Regions from separate parts of the Mus musculus genome. Here all the other regions are linked to region 3. Evidence: chromatin contacts called from public Hi-C, HiCAR-type and promoter capture Hi-C data. All regions are on one chromosome and are shown on one strand. Each heading gives the region's core, a stretch centred on a gene start, on an enhancer-like site or on the middle of the called end of the contact. The rest is flanking DNA. Distances are from core to core; before and after follow the strand shown.

Region 1 (2,939 bases), core at 5-2,504, 2.0 Mb after region 3:
TAAAATAATGTTCAGGGGGAAAAAAAACCTCAAATCTATAGAAAAGGTATTCAATTCTCCTAACTTGGATGAGCACAGAGAGCAACAAGCACCCCACTGCAAGATCTGGATCTGCAAACCTGACTCTCACAGTGAAGAAACGTGAACACAATGTGAACACATGAAGGCTCCCTAATCTAATCTTGATTGATGCTTAACCTCCATGGATCCGACTTCCCATCTCACCACAATCAGCTCAGAGAAAGCCTACAACCTTCCATCTCTACTATTGTCTTAGTCAGTGTTTCTATTTCTGAACAAACATCATGACCAAGAAGCAGTTGGGGAGAAAAGGGTTTATTCCGCTTACACTTCCATACTGCTGTTCATCACCAAGGAAGTCAGGACTGGAACTCAAGCAGGTCAGGAAGCAGGAGCTGATGCAGAGGCCATGGAGGGATGTTCTTTACTGGCTTGCTTCCCCTGGCTTGCTCAGCCTGCTCTCTTATAGAACCCAAGACTACAAGCCCAGAGATGGTCTCACCCACAAGGGGCCCTCCCCCCTTGATCACTAATTGAGAAAATGCCTTACAGCTGAATATCATGGAGGCATTTCCCCAACTGAAGCTCCTTTCTCTGTGATAACTCCAGCCTGTGTCAAGTTGACCCCCAAAACCAGCCAGTATAAACTGAGTTTGGTTGATTTTCAATGTATAGTGTAAATACCCTAAATTGCGAGCTTGAAGTATATAGTCGAAGAATATCTTTTCAAAGTTGCTTCAGTGAAAAGTGATGAGTATAGGCTGACTGTCCTTTATTATATAACTGAACTCATAAGAAAACACTACTAAGTGTATCAAAAAATCAGAAAGTTCAAACAGAAATCTCTAGACGGTTCTAGTGCATTTTTGTTGATTCATATTTAGATTTAGCACTCTACTCACATACTAATAAACATGTAGACAACAGAGGCTCTGGTATTTTACAGAGATCCAAATTCCACAGTGACTGCACACACACAGAGCGTCATTAACACCTCTGGGAAACTGCTGCATGCCAGTCCCTGGTCAAAACATGGAAAAGTGCTTATGAGACAGTCTCTCAGCTGTAAATCTCTAGTAATTTCTGCATGTGCCATGCTGTATGCAATGTTAACATCTTATGTACTTCCTAAGCACCAAAACACCTCAGCAACAGCAGAAAAAGAACAGAACTGGATGGGAGAGGGCTGGGCTTGGAGCCCAAACCTGTCACTTCCTTGGCCATGACTCCTGCATACCAACAAAGCATGACAAATATTACTAGCACCTGACTAGACTCCTGACTAAAAAACACAAACAGCTTGTGGAGAAAACGGCCATTCTCAATTATCAGGCACTTGATCATTCGGGCTAACCAGGAATATAAACAAAAAGTGTACTGTATAAATAACAACTGTGGCACAGAAATTGTCTCTTGAGTACCAGTGTTAGGTGTTTCTAACTGCTAATAAGTATCCTTAATCAAACAGTCACATACTAGCATTATAAAACAGGCAACGTGTACATCATTATAATATGTATTTCAAAGTTACAAATGATACAATGTGTTATGGTATCTGAAATGACCATAATTATTTAAATGTTTAAATTATTTAAATATAAGAACACTGTTGAATTAGCTGAGACGAAAGGATGGACCATCTAGAGACTGCCATATCCGGGGATCCATCCCATAATCAGCTTCCAAACGCTGACACCGTTGCATACACTAGCAAGATTTTGCTGAATGGACCCAGATGTAGCTGTTTCTTGTGAAACTATGCCGGGGCCTAGCAAACACAGAAGTGGATGCTCACAGTCAGCTATTGGATGGATCACAGGGCCCCCAATGGAGGAGCTAGAGAAAGTACCCAAGGAGCTGAAGAGATCTGCAATCCTATAGGTGGAACAACAATATGAACTAACCAATACCCCTCCGGAGCTCGTGTCTCTAGCTGCACATGTATCAGAAGATGGCCTAGCTGGCCTTCATTGGAAAGAGAGGCCCATTGGTCGTGCAAACTTTATATGCCTCAGTACAGGGGAACGCCAGGGCCAAGAAGTGGGAGTGGGTGGGTAGGGGAGTGGGTGGAGGAGCGTGTGGGGGACTTTTGGGATAGCACTGGAAATGTAAATGAAATAAATACCCAATTTAAAAAAAAAGAAAGAAAAAAAAAGAAAGGAAAAAAGAAAGAAAGAAAAAAAAAACAGCAGAAGACATGAAACACAAGGTATTGTTTCCAGAACACTGGTCAGCATGATGGTCTCCAGTGTCCCCTGCTTCCTGAGACCACATGTCTACATCTGCTTACCATCACCATCTACTTTTAAATATGAGGCAGAAATGACTCCCACCACCACCACATAAAGTTAAGAACTTCATGTCCAGTGACCGGCTTCCTCCATGAATCATCAGCTTTCCTGAGTGATGCCAATGAGAGCCACTTACTTGTTCCCATGAGAGAGATATGCTTATGTTCTCTCTCATCAGCTTCCTTAGTCAACATCAGAGGAGGAGGTAACCACCATCATTTATAGAACAAAGGCACTAAGTGGTATTATTCTCATAAACTAATCAACAAACTGAATTGAAGTCATTTTTCCCTGCCCCCTAAATCTTAGTCACCAAGAGCACAGCATGTGCACAGCAGGCCGGGCATATATTCTCAAGCACTTCACTGCTCACCCCAGCCCCACCTGTGCTGACCACCAGTGAAGTGTGGGAGGAGCAGCTGTGCAGAGGTGGCACTATGAAGGCACTTAAAGAAAAGACGATAGCAGCTGGAGGCTGTGGTGCACACCACACAGGCTGTCCATTTCTTTGGCACCAGTTTTGGTAAAAAATTAAAGCAGTTCTGCAATCACCTGAGGCTATAAGCTAACCCAGAACTGCCACAGGTGGTCAATACTATACTCGTCTCTAAAAGCTTTATTATTTCA
Region 2 (3,048 bases), core at 434-2,933, 1.1 Mb before region 3:
TCATGTTGTCTTGTTGCCATAATAGGAATAAAATCCCAGTAGAGCTAGCTTCAAGTATCCAGAGTGCACTTGACTAGGGAAGAGTCCCTATTTCTTAAGACATTCCGGTTTTACTTCAGGGTGAGTTAATCTTAAAGATCTAGAAAGAATAAATATTTGACCAGGAAACTAATCATAGTGTAATGATTAGTTTTAATTGTTAATTTGGCACATGAAATCATCTGGGAAGAATGTCTCAATGAGAGGTAACCACTATTGGGTTATTCTATGGTCATATCTATCACTCACTGTCTTGATTACATTAATTGGAATGGAAAGGCCTGCCCACTATGGGCTAGCCATTCCCTAGGCAAGGGATCCTGGACTGTGTAAGCTTAGAGACAGCGATGCACCCAAATAGCAAGCACACATTTATTCTCTGCTCTTGACTGTGGATGTGAGAGCGGCTTCAAGTTTCTTCCTTGACATTCCTGCAGTGATGGAGTACAACTTAGAATTATAAGCCAAATGAGCTTTTCTCCCCTGAGCTGCTTTTTTGCCGGGGTATTTTATCATAGCAATGGAAATGGAATTAGGAAAGAGTGTTTGTATAAAATAAAGTATTTTTTACAAAATATGTTCCACTTTCTACTTTCTGATATATCTTTTTAAAAAAACATACAATATTCATATTTATATCCATAAATTGTTCAAACATTTTTCCCATGTTTTTTTAAAAATTCTCTGGCACGGGGTAGTGAGCCATTGGGGATATATTTCTAGCCCTCTGTTTACTTTTAATTTAGGGACACAGTTTCACTAAGTTGTCCAGCCTGATTTTACACTCATTGTATCCAAGGATGCCTTCTGCCCCAACTTCCTCAGTAGTAGGGCTTATAGACCTTCTTCAATTTTTATATATCAAATAGAGTTATTCTTGCACCTGTAACTATGTGTGTTATATGTATAGCCTTAAGTGTGGTGCTGAAAATAAATAAATTATACTAAAGAGAAATTAAGTACCTCATATAAGAGCCCTTTAGATGCAATAGAACACAGATTTATTAGCCTGGCAAATACGTGTTACTGTGTGGTTAGACACTAACTTTTCTCCTATCTTTCATTGTCTTGTTCTTTTCCATGGGTCACAATTAAAACAAAGAAAGCAAAACCAAATCATATCTTTTGAACAACAGTACAACGTTACATCATTTTTTTTTTTTTTTACTTGTTTATTTTTTACATCAACCTGTCAACTAGTTAGAACAGAAACCCTACGGAACACAATTGTAAGGTCAAGGAGCACAGCACAAAGGAAAGGTTGGAGGACAGTCAGAATTGTCTAGCATATGAGTGCCTCTGGCTGCCTTTGGTCCCGGGTTCCCTGTGATGTGGAGATATTTAACAGCATGCTCAAGGCTAGGTTTGAGTAGTGGAATAATGTAATAAGCTCTTAACTTATGTTACTTTATCTTTCCAGATTTCTGTTAGTGATTGTAAGCTAAATAATGGCCTTTAGTAATTTAATACACTGTAAATCTTTCACACGTAGGCAACTATATGAATAATAAAACGAACGAACACACTATAAAACAAAACAGTTCACTGTTTCAAGACGGGAGGACCTACTACAACCGCAGGACGCTCTGGGAGGACCTTCGCTGTCCCAGCATTCCTCGCGCTGCCCCGCAGCTCTTTCCCTCTCGTCTCTATGGTTGCGCCGGCGTTGTCAGGATCGGCGCCTCCGGAGTACTGAGGCTTCCGACTTTGCGGCCGGTCCGAGCAGCTTGGGTCTTGGCGCGGCGCGATGTCCGAAAAGAAGCAGCCGGTCGACTTGGGTCTCTTGGAAGAGGACGACGAGTTCGAGGAGTTTCCCGCGGAAGGTAACCGCCAGGCCGCGCGCTGGGCCTGGGGCCTCCGGTGGGGCGGCGCCGGGCCTGCTCTCTGCGGGAATGAGCTGGGCCCAGCAGCGCGGATCCGGGCGCGGCCTCCGGGGGCCCCGGCCTCGGCCTCCGCGTCCCGGTAGCCGTCGCTTCATGGCGCGGCCCAGTGTTTTGCGCCTCGTCGCTGGGAGGAACCAGGTGAAGCTGGGCCCACGGTGCTGCGAGCTTGTGGCCCTTTAACTTCAACCCGGGACTCTCCGCATCTGCACAGTCTCTTGTTTTGCTTCGGTTTCCAAGCCTCCCCTTGGTAGTAAACTTCAGAGTCCCACTGTTGCCCAGGGCAGCCAGTGCTGTGTACCTCTCGGATAGCGCGAATGAGCCCCGAGAAGTGGGATGATAGAGTCGTTCGTGTGTGTTGTATTCATTACAGATTTTGCCTCAATTTCTGCTTCTCTCCATTTACGGTCACGTGAATTAACCCAAGCTTTATAAAAGTCTTAACCATCTGCCTTCGAAACTAACTTCAATGCTAGGGATGCTTTAGTTTTCTCATTGTAGGTAATAACATAGCTAATGTTGGAAGAGCCTGCTATGATCTTGGGAACGTGAGTGCTTCGCTTCTATTGGCACAATCCATTTCCACAAATATAGGAAGTAGGTATTAATGTACTTACTATTATTCACGTAAGGAAACAGAAGTTTGGAACAATGGAGAAACAGGCCCAGTGTCAACACTGTCCGGAAATGGTGAAACTGAGACGCCTTAATTTACACCAAAGTCCTTAACTTCAGCAGTTATCTTCTGTTTGCTAGGCCTCTTTTTGCCATATTAGTTTTTCAAATTGATTACTTTATTGGCTAATTGTTTTGAGTAGATTTCCCAAATATTTTACCTTGTTTCTAAAAAGTGAGTTAGACTGTGTCTCCATGAAGACCATAGGAAGAGAATTGTGGTTAGTCATGTGCACATACGTGGCATCAAGCAATTATCACTTGACAAAAATTGTACTTAGTTACCCCACCATGATCTCAATGCGCATAAAATCACATCACAGGAACGTTTAGTCTAAGTATAATGTAGTGTTTTAGTTTTAGTGAAAGAGAACATTAGTGTGTATATTATGCAACCTCATAAACCAATTCAGAAGATATATTTCCTCTGAGTTAGGAGTCTATAATATATGAT
Region 3 (2,819 bases), core at 122-2,621:
GGTGGTAGGTTTAAGAGGAGGAACTTTGATGCTAGACCTGTGCCTGCACAAGTCCACTAAACAGCAGAGCACTGGAATCTGGGGCAGAGTTTGAACTAGAGGCAGAAATCAGACATCAGTCCTGTGACTGGGTGAGCTCTCATGGGGGAAAATGCAAAGAGTGCACCCACCGTCATCTATGACTTTCATAACACCCCAGTCTCCTCATATGCAAGGGTCGAAGGCTAAGGGTGCCTTGGATAACAAACTGCCCTTGCAGTTTATTACTATTAGTAGTTCCCATTACATTGCATTTGCAACCAAGTCGTTACAGCGTCCCTAAACACTGGCTTCATTCTACAGTCCATTTAGAGTGAACGGGAGGACGAGAGAGGTTAGGATGAGAGTGTTATGACCCGCTAGCATGTTTCAACAGCAGTCATTAGGGAGGTCAATATTGGGCAGTAACAAAGTAGGGTAGGATGCACTGAGCCTCTGGGAAATGAAAGAGCCCAAATAACTAAAATATGCTACTGGTGCCTGCTAGTGACAAAGGCTGCTTTTTGGAAGGAGGGCAGCCGCAATGAAGAAAGAGCTTTTGGAGCAGACTGGGGAGTGGAGGGCGGTCAAGAGCAAACTAGAAGGCCTTAGAGAAAGAGGGGAATGACAGGGAAGGGGGACTACAGGGCCAGCCAAACCCTCAGCAAATCGCTCTTTAGTTTGCATTTAATTAACAGGTAGAAAGTGTTACAGGAGAGAAGTGAACTGGGATTTTCCACCACATTAATAATAAGCCTATTTAGGCAGTTTCTAAACTTGAGCTGTTCGCTAAGAAGAAAGTGGATAAAACTGTAGGGTGGTCCTTGCTTTCGAGGTCCAATGGCAAAGAAGCCCATACTTTAGTAAGCAGATGATTGGCTACTGTAAAAGTCCCGCTCTGAGCGAACACCAATGCACGCTCCGCGGTGAGATTCTTGGAAACAGTTTCTGGCTAGGAATGCGTGACATTGAGATGGCTCTGGAGTTGTAAACAAGGACAAGTCTGGGCGGGCCTGAAGTCCTAGCGACCTGGGATCTATCCCAAGGGGGCCCACGTCATCCCGGATGCCTGCTGTGGCTGCTCCCCCTATCCCACCCCAACCCTCCTCCCTCTCACCCTTTGCCCCTTGCAGGCCATGGAAACCGTGTCGGGATCACTGTGCCAGGCCTTTCTAGTGACCGCGGCCAAAGGGAGGAGCCCAAAGTTCTTTCTCTGAGCTGATTGGTGTGGCCCCAAGTTCAGAGTCCCAGAGCCTCCTCCTGGCTGGAGTTGTGGAGAGGGCGTGGAGGTAGATAAAAGGCAAGACATCGGGTGGTGGGAAGACCCAAGTGTCAACCCTTCACCCAGGCTCGAGCACCCGGGACCCTGGGACCACAACGCACTTGCTCCCTCTCGACCGCGCTCCTGACCCGCAGCCCTCGCCAACCCTACGGATCCTAACCACCGCCAGCCTAGGTGGGCGTCAGGATGAAGGCAGCCCGCTTCGTGATGCGCAGCGCCAGCTCGCTGAGCAGCGCCAGCCTGGTCCCCAGGGAGGTCGAGCTGTTCTCCCGCTACAGCCCGTCCCCGCTGTCCATGAAGCAGCTGCTGGACTTTGGTGAGAGGCGGGCGACGCAGGGCCCAGGAGGGTGGCGCTGAGGCTGGGGAGGCCCCAGGATGGGAAGGGCTGAGTTCAGGGCTAGGACGACTGAGGTCTCTTTGACCGAAGAACTCGGGATTCTCAAAAGGCTGTGCACCTGTTTTCCTAGTTTGGTTACTTTCTGACAGTTTGTACCAGAAAGGCTAAGTCACTTGTAACCATACTGATGCTCAACTTCGAATCTACTTTTCTCTTCTCACTGTCTAGATCATTTGAGTGTGTATATATATATATATATATATATATATATATATATATATATATATATATATATATCCTTTCAGCCACCATTTTAATAATGGACTAGAAGCTAAACTAACTCCTTTCTTCCCAATTTCCTAATAACACAAACTTACCTTAGATTGATAGATACAGATTTAAACTCATACTCCCCGCCTCCACACACACCCCGCTGATCTCTTGGCATGCCTAGCAGGCATCTTTACTATTTCTCCTTTATTGTTTTACAAGTATTTACATTACTACTACTACTACAAAAAAAAAAAAAAAAAGACAGTTACTCCTTTTCTTCCGCGGTGGCATATGGAACATTTCAAGATGTCAATGTGGTATTGTTTGTTGCTAGTCTGGAAAGGCCTCTGTCTCCTTCTACCCAGACCCTTTCAGGTTCATACTCATTAAGGGTGTGTTATTGAGTTTGTGGTACAGGCCCTGGACTCACGCATAGAAATAACTGGAGAGTGGTCTGATTTCTCCACCGTGGGCTTATTTTTTTCTTTTCATAAAGAAAATAAACAGTATTTCACCTATATTGGTCACTCTTAAAAAGTGAAAAGGGGGTGAAATTGGACAGAAAGAAAAAGGCACTAAAGATCTAGCTTTAAAGTGTCTATAAGCACTAAGCTAACTGTAGTTAAGATATTATTTTACAACATCCTTTGTATTTGCTATTTAGTCTCAAATTTTCCCCCAAACTGAACACGCTTCACCCACTACAGGTTCAGAAAATGCCTGTGAAAGAACGTCCTTTGCTTTTCTGCGGCAAGAGCTGCCCGTCCGCCTGGCCAATATCCTGAAGGAGATTGACATCCTGCCTGACCGCTTAGTGAACACTCCTTCGGTGCAGCTGGTGAAGAGCTGGTGAGGACACACGGTTTTGAAGTCTCTGGCTTTAAAAGTTACCTGAGCACCACTTCTTAG
Region 4 (3,149 bases), core at 159-2,658, 1.1 Mb after region 3:
AATTTATTGCACATCAAATCTATGTCCAACGAAGCTGGCCCCTGTCACTGTCCCTGGATGGGTGTTTATTTAGTGGAGAAGAGGAAGATACAGTTAAAGGATGGAAGGGGCCCGTGTCAAGATGTTATTGGAGTCAAGCAGATTGACGGCTTAGAGTGACAGGCCTGGCTCTGCAGAGCTCAGAGGCCACTGGTGGGGTCAGAGACTCGAGATCATCCGAAGCACAGCCTCAGCGCCTGGGTATCGATTTTAAATTGAATTCCAGGTTTTAGTGCAATTAAAAGCTACTACGAGGATTTGAGGAGAGAAATGGTATGGTCAAATTATTAGAGCAGCATGGTTTTTATATTAATTAGAACAGACCACGGGGACCAGAGGGATGAGAGAATCTGCAGGCGAGGTAACTCACTAACGGAGTGAGCTCGGGAGCCCAGAAGGCCTTTGTGAAATCGACAAATTAAAGCTACAGTGTTGTCTGACATTACAGACAAGAGAGGGTTTTCCCCCCCCCCCTTCATTAATTTTATCTGATTCACTCACCTTATTAGTTCTGAAAGACTTGGGTCACTAGCCTGACTACTTCCCTTGCATCCGTCTGTAAGCACCAGCACAGCACTGTTTTGCCCAGCTATGTGGGTTCTCCGGTCCACAGGTGAAGCAAAAACGGAGAGCAAAATGTCCAGAGGAAGGGTTATGGGATTGCTTTATGACCTTATCTTAAAAAGGAGGACTTTGTATGTCTCCCCACTTATTCTCACCAACAGACATAGGTTGGTTTTTTTTTTGTTTTTTTTTTTTGTTTGTTTTTTTATTTTTTTTTTGGGGGGGGGAGGTGTTAGTCTGAAATCTGAACGTGCTTATCAGCTGGGAAAAATCTGACATTTAATTGATTTTATCCCTTAGAAGTGTGTGTGAGAGAGAGAGAAGAGAGAGAGGGAGGGAGAGAGAGAGAGGGAGGGAGAGAGAGAGAGAAGAGAGAGAGGAGAGAGAAGTGGGGGGAGGGAGACAGGGAGGGAGGGAGGGAGAGAGAGAGAGAGAGAGAGGAGAGAGGAGAGAGAGGAGAGAGAGGTGGGGGGAGGGGGGAGAAAAATTGACAGTATTACTAAGCAACAAGCCTGCTTATTTACTGCTCCAATCCACGCCCCCACCCTCCACCCCCCTACCCAGGTTGCAGACTTTCTCTTGAGTCCACGAGAGACTGCTGGCTAATTTTTTAAGTATAATTTCCCAAAGTACTGCCCCTTGCCATAGAAAATGCCACGTAGGTCTTCTGAGTTATAAATGCCGAGGAAAACCATGTTGGTTACGTTTGCAGCTTTTTCATTTTGTGGTTCTGGGTGGTACAGCCCAGTTGCCAACGTTATCCATTCCTCTTTCTGGGAACAGCCTTAATTGTACTTGGCTTGGTTGACACAAAAGGCCTCTGAAAAATATGAGGCTGGTCCCTCTAGTGTTGCTTTGTGAAGACTACAGTACAAAGTACTGGATGGAGGAACACAGCTGCAAAGGAGTGCAGAGAGCGGCTGCAAAATCAATCTGCTTCAAAACACATTATTGAAATGATTTTCTACAAAATGCCATGGTACTATACAGGGCTCCTAACCAAAGAAAATGCAGGCACTTTGCTACATTTGCAAGGACACGGTGTTCGTTGTTGAGACTTCCCAGAACAAACAGTAAACGATTGAAATCACATTGGCCAGAGTTACCAGAGGGTCAAGAGCAATATAAGCTTGCCTTGCTTTTAGAAACGAATTCACAATACTGGTTAGGACTGTCTGGCTATGCTCATAGGCTTTCACTGTCATAAAAAGAGGAGGCAAGATTTCATATACTTCTTCATTCTTTCTCTGATGCCCCCTGATGTTCAATAAAAAGAGTATGCTATCTTCTTCCTGTTTTTCTTTGACTTTTTTTTTTCTACCCTCAGACATTTGTTAAACTACTAATCTGTTCCAAAGATAGAAAAATGATAAGATACATTCATTTCCCTGGACATGCATCATCATCCCATGGGAAGACAGACTCTTAGTGACAAAATAGATTTATATAATGCCTGGGACACAGGGGAAATGGTATTAATTATTAATGCTGGTTATCAAGAAAGATGAGGTATTTGAGCTGTGGTCTGAAGCTAGAGTTAGAGTCCTCATTAGAGGCAATTCATGGCTTGACATCATTGACTGATCCTTGGTCAATACCAGTTTGGTCCAGTTTCTGAGGAGATCTATTATGGCATGTGCAATGGGCAGCTAGTCTGTGTGTGTATGTATGTATGTATGTGTGTGTGTTGTTGTTGTTGTTTGTTTGTTTGTTTATGCTACTGCTTCAAGGCTCAGATTTCCTGCCTTATTCCAGTGTCCCTTATTCTGCATGTGCAGTAAAAGGAGGCCCACGGCAGAAAGGCCAGCTCTCCATTAAAGGAACATGAAATAAAACTGGGTGGTTTGAATCAAGACTGCAGTAGCTCTGGATTCCAGCAGAAAGGGGTTGGTGTCACAAGGGGAACCCTGATCCTTTGTGGGGGTAGAAGTAAGGTTTGTTAGAGGGAGTCAGGTTATTAGTGATGATTTTATTAGAAAATCTCTTTCAGTTCTGAAAGCCTATTAACAAAATTTCATATTTACATTTAAAGGGGACTAATTACCTACAGAGAGTCTCGATAGCCTCAAACCCACCCGAGAGCCCAGCACAGTGTTATTTCACTAGACACTGGCTTACAAATCCTTTAGAAAAAAGGCACCCCACCCTGGTCATCATGTTGTTGGCAGTGAGGTTGACATTGAAATTCATTGACTTGAAACCACACAGTCACTTTTCAAAGGCTGTTTGGGGTTGTAGCAAAACACATTGAGATCATTTGGTATATTAAATAAGACATATTACCAACAGTCTCTATATTTACATTTGTACATGTACAGTCAAAAACCAAATGACAGTCATAAAGTCTAGAAGCATATTAAGGCTCATAAGAAATTGTGGGATGCAAAATTAGGCCATGACTCAATGTGAATGAATGTCAATAGAGTGTGCAAACTATATTTTATAGGCAGTTAAGGTAATGCTGTTATTATTTTATGAAGATTTAACTCCATTATTTTAGTAGCTCTCTGTGATTATAAGGACAATGCAGTTTAGTAGCCAAGGTA

The links. Promoter capture Hi-C pulls out the DNA fragments that hold promoters and counts their contacts. Hi-C and Micro-C count contacts between places; a contact is called where the count stands out from the background. HiCAR-type assays count read pairs that join an accessible place to other places.
Region 1: a contact with region 3 is called in a HiCAR-type map of astrocytes, with 5 times the contacts expected there. The contact joins the enhancer-like site here to the promoter of Pdk4 in region 3. A contact is called at or near these places in 5 of 39 promoter capture datasets (hippocampal neurons, liver, pre-B cells and 1 more) and 2 of 115 datasets of contacts at active chromatin or transcription factors (astrocytes and embryonic stem cells).
Region 2: a contact with region 3 is called in a promoter capture Hi-C map of liver, with 2.7 times the contacts expected there. The contact joins the promoter of Sem1 here to the promoter of Pdk4 in region 3. A contact is called at or near these places in 1 of 39 promoter capture datasets (liver) and 2 of 115 datasets of contacts at active chromatin or transcription factors (embryonic stem cells and microglia).
Region 4: a Hi-C map of uterus shows a contact between it and region 3, with 4 times the contacts expected there. The contact joins the enhancer-like site here to the promoter of Pdk4 in region 3. A contact is called at or near these places in 3 of 39 promoter capture datasets (the 3T3-L1 cell line, hippocampal neurons and stem cell-derived epiblast-like cells), 1 of 484 Hi-C or Micro-C datasets (uterus), 1 of 115 datasets of contacts at active chromatin or transcription factors (astrocytes) and 1 of 9 other capture datasets (embryonic stem cells).

Annotation. Positions count from the first base shown.
Region 1 is chr6:3,537,971-3,540,909 of GRCm38.p6, reverse strand. All of the region lies in intron 12 of Vps50 (VPS50 EARP/GARPII complex subunit), which reads right to left. Among named protein-coding and RNA genes, the nearest start is that of Gm52885, 31 kb to the left of the region's middle. Within about 2 kb of position 1,254, at least 8 of the 459 cell types and tissues checked have an H3K27ac peak or open chromatin away from gene starts, as enhancers often do. A contact at or near this core is called in astrocytes, where this site is marked.
Region 2 is chr6:6,577,293-6,580,340 of GRCm38.p6, reverse strand. Sem1 (SEM1, 26S proteasome complex subunit) reads left to right here and starts at 1,683. Exons shown (of 3, transcript NM_009169.2): 1 at 1,683-1,862. The coding sequence starts at 1,787.
Region 3 is chr6:5,494,830-5,497,648 of GRCm38.p6, reverse strand. Pdk4 (pyruvate dehydrogenase kinase, isoenzyme 4) reads left to right here and starts at 1,371. Exons shown (of 11, transcript NM_013743.2): 1 at 1,371-1,616; 2 at 2,618-2,759. The coding sequence starts at 1,487.
Region 4 is chr6:4,415,605-4,418,753 of GRCm38.p6, reverse strand. All of the region lies in intron 3 of Gm46948 (a long non-coding RNA gene), which reads left to right. Among named protein-coding and RNA genes, the nearest start is that of Gm33788, 7.6 kb to the left of the region's middle. Within about 2 kb of position 1,408, at least 131 of the 459 cell types and tissues checked have an H3K27ac peak or open chromatin away from gene starts, as enhancers often do. A contact at or near this core is called in hippocampal neurons and uterus, where this site is marked.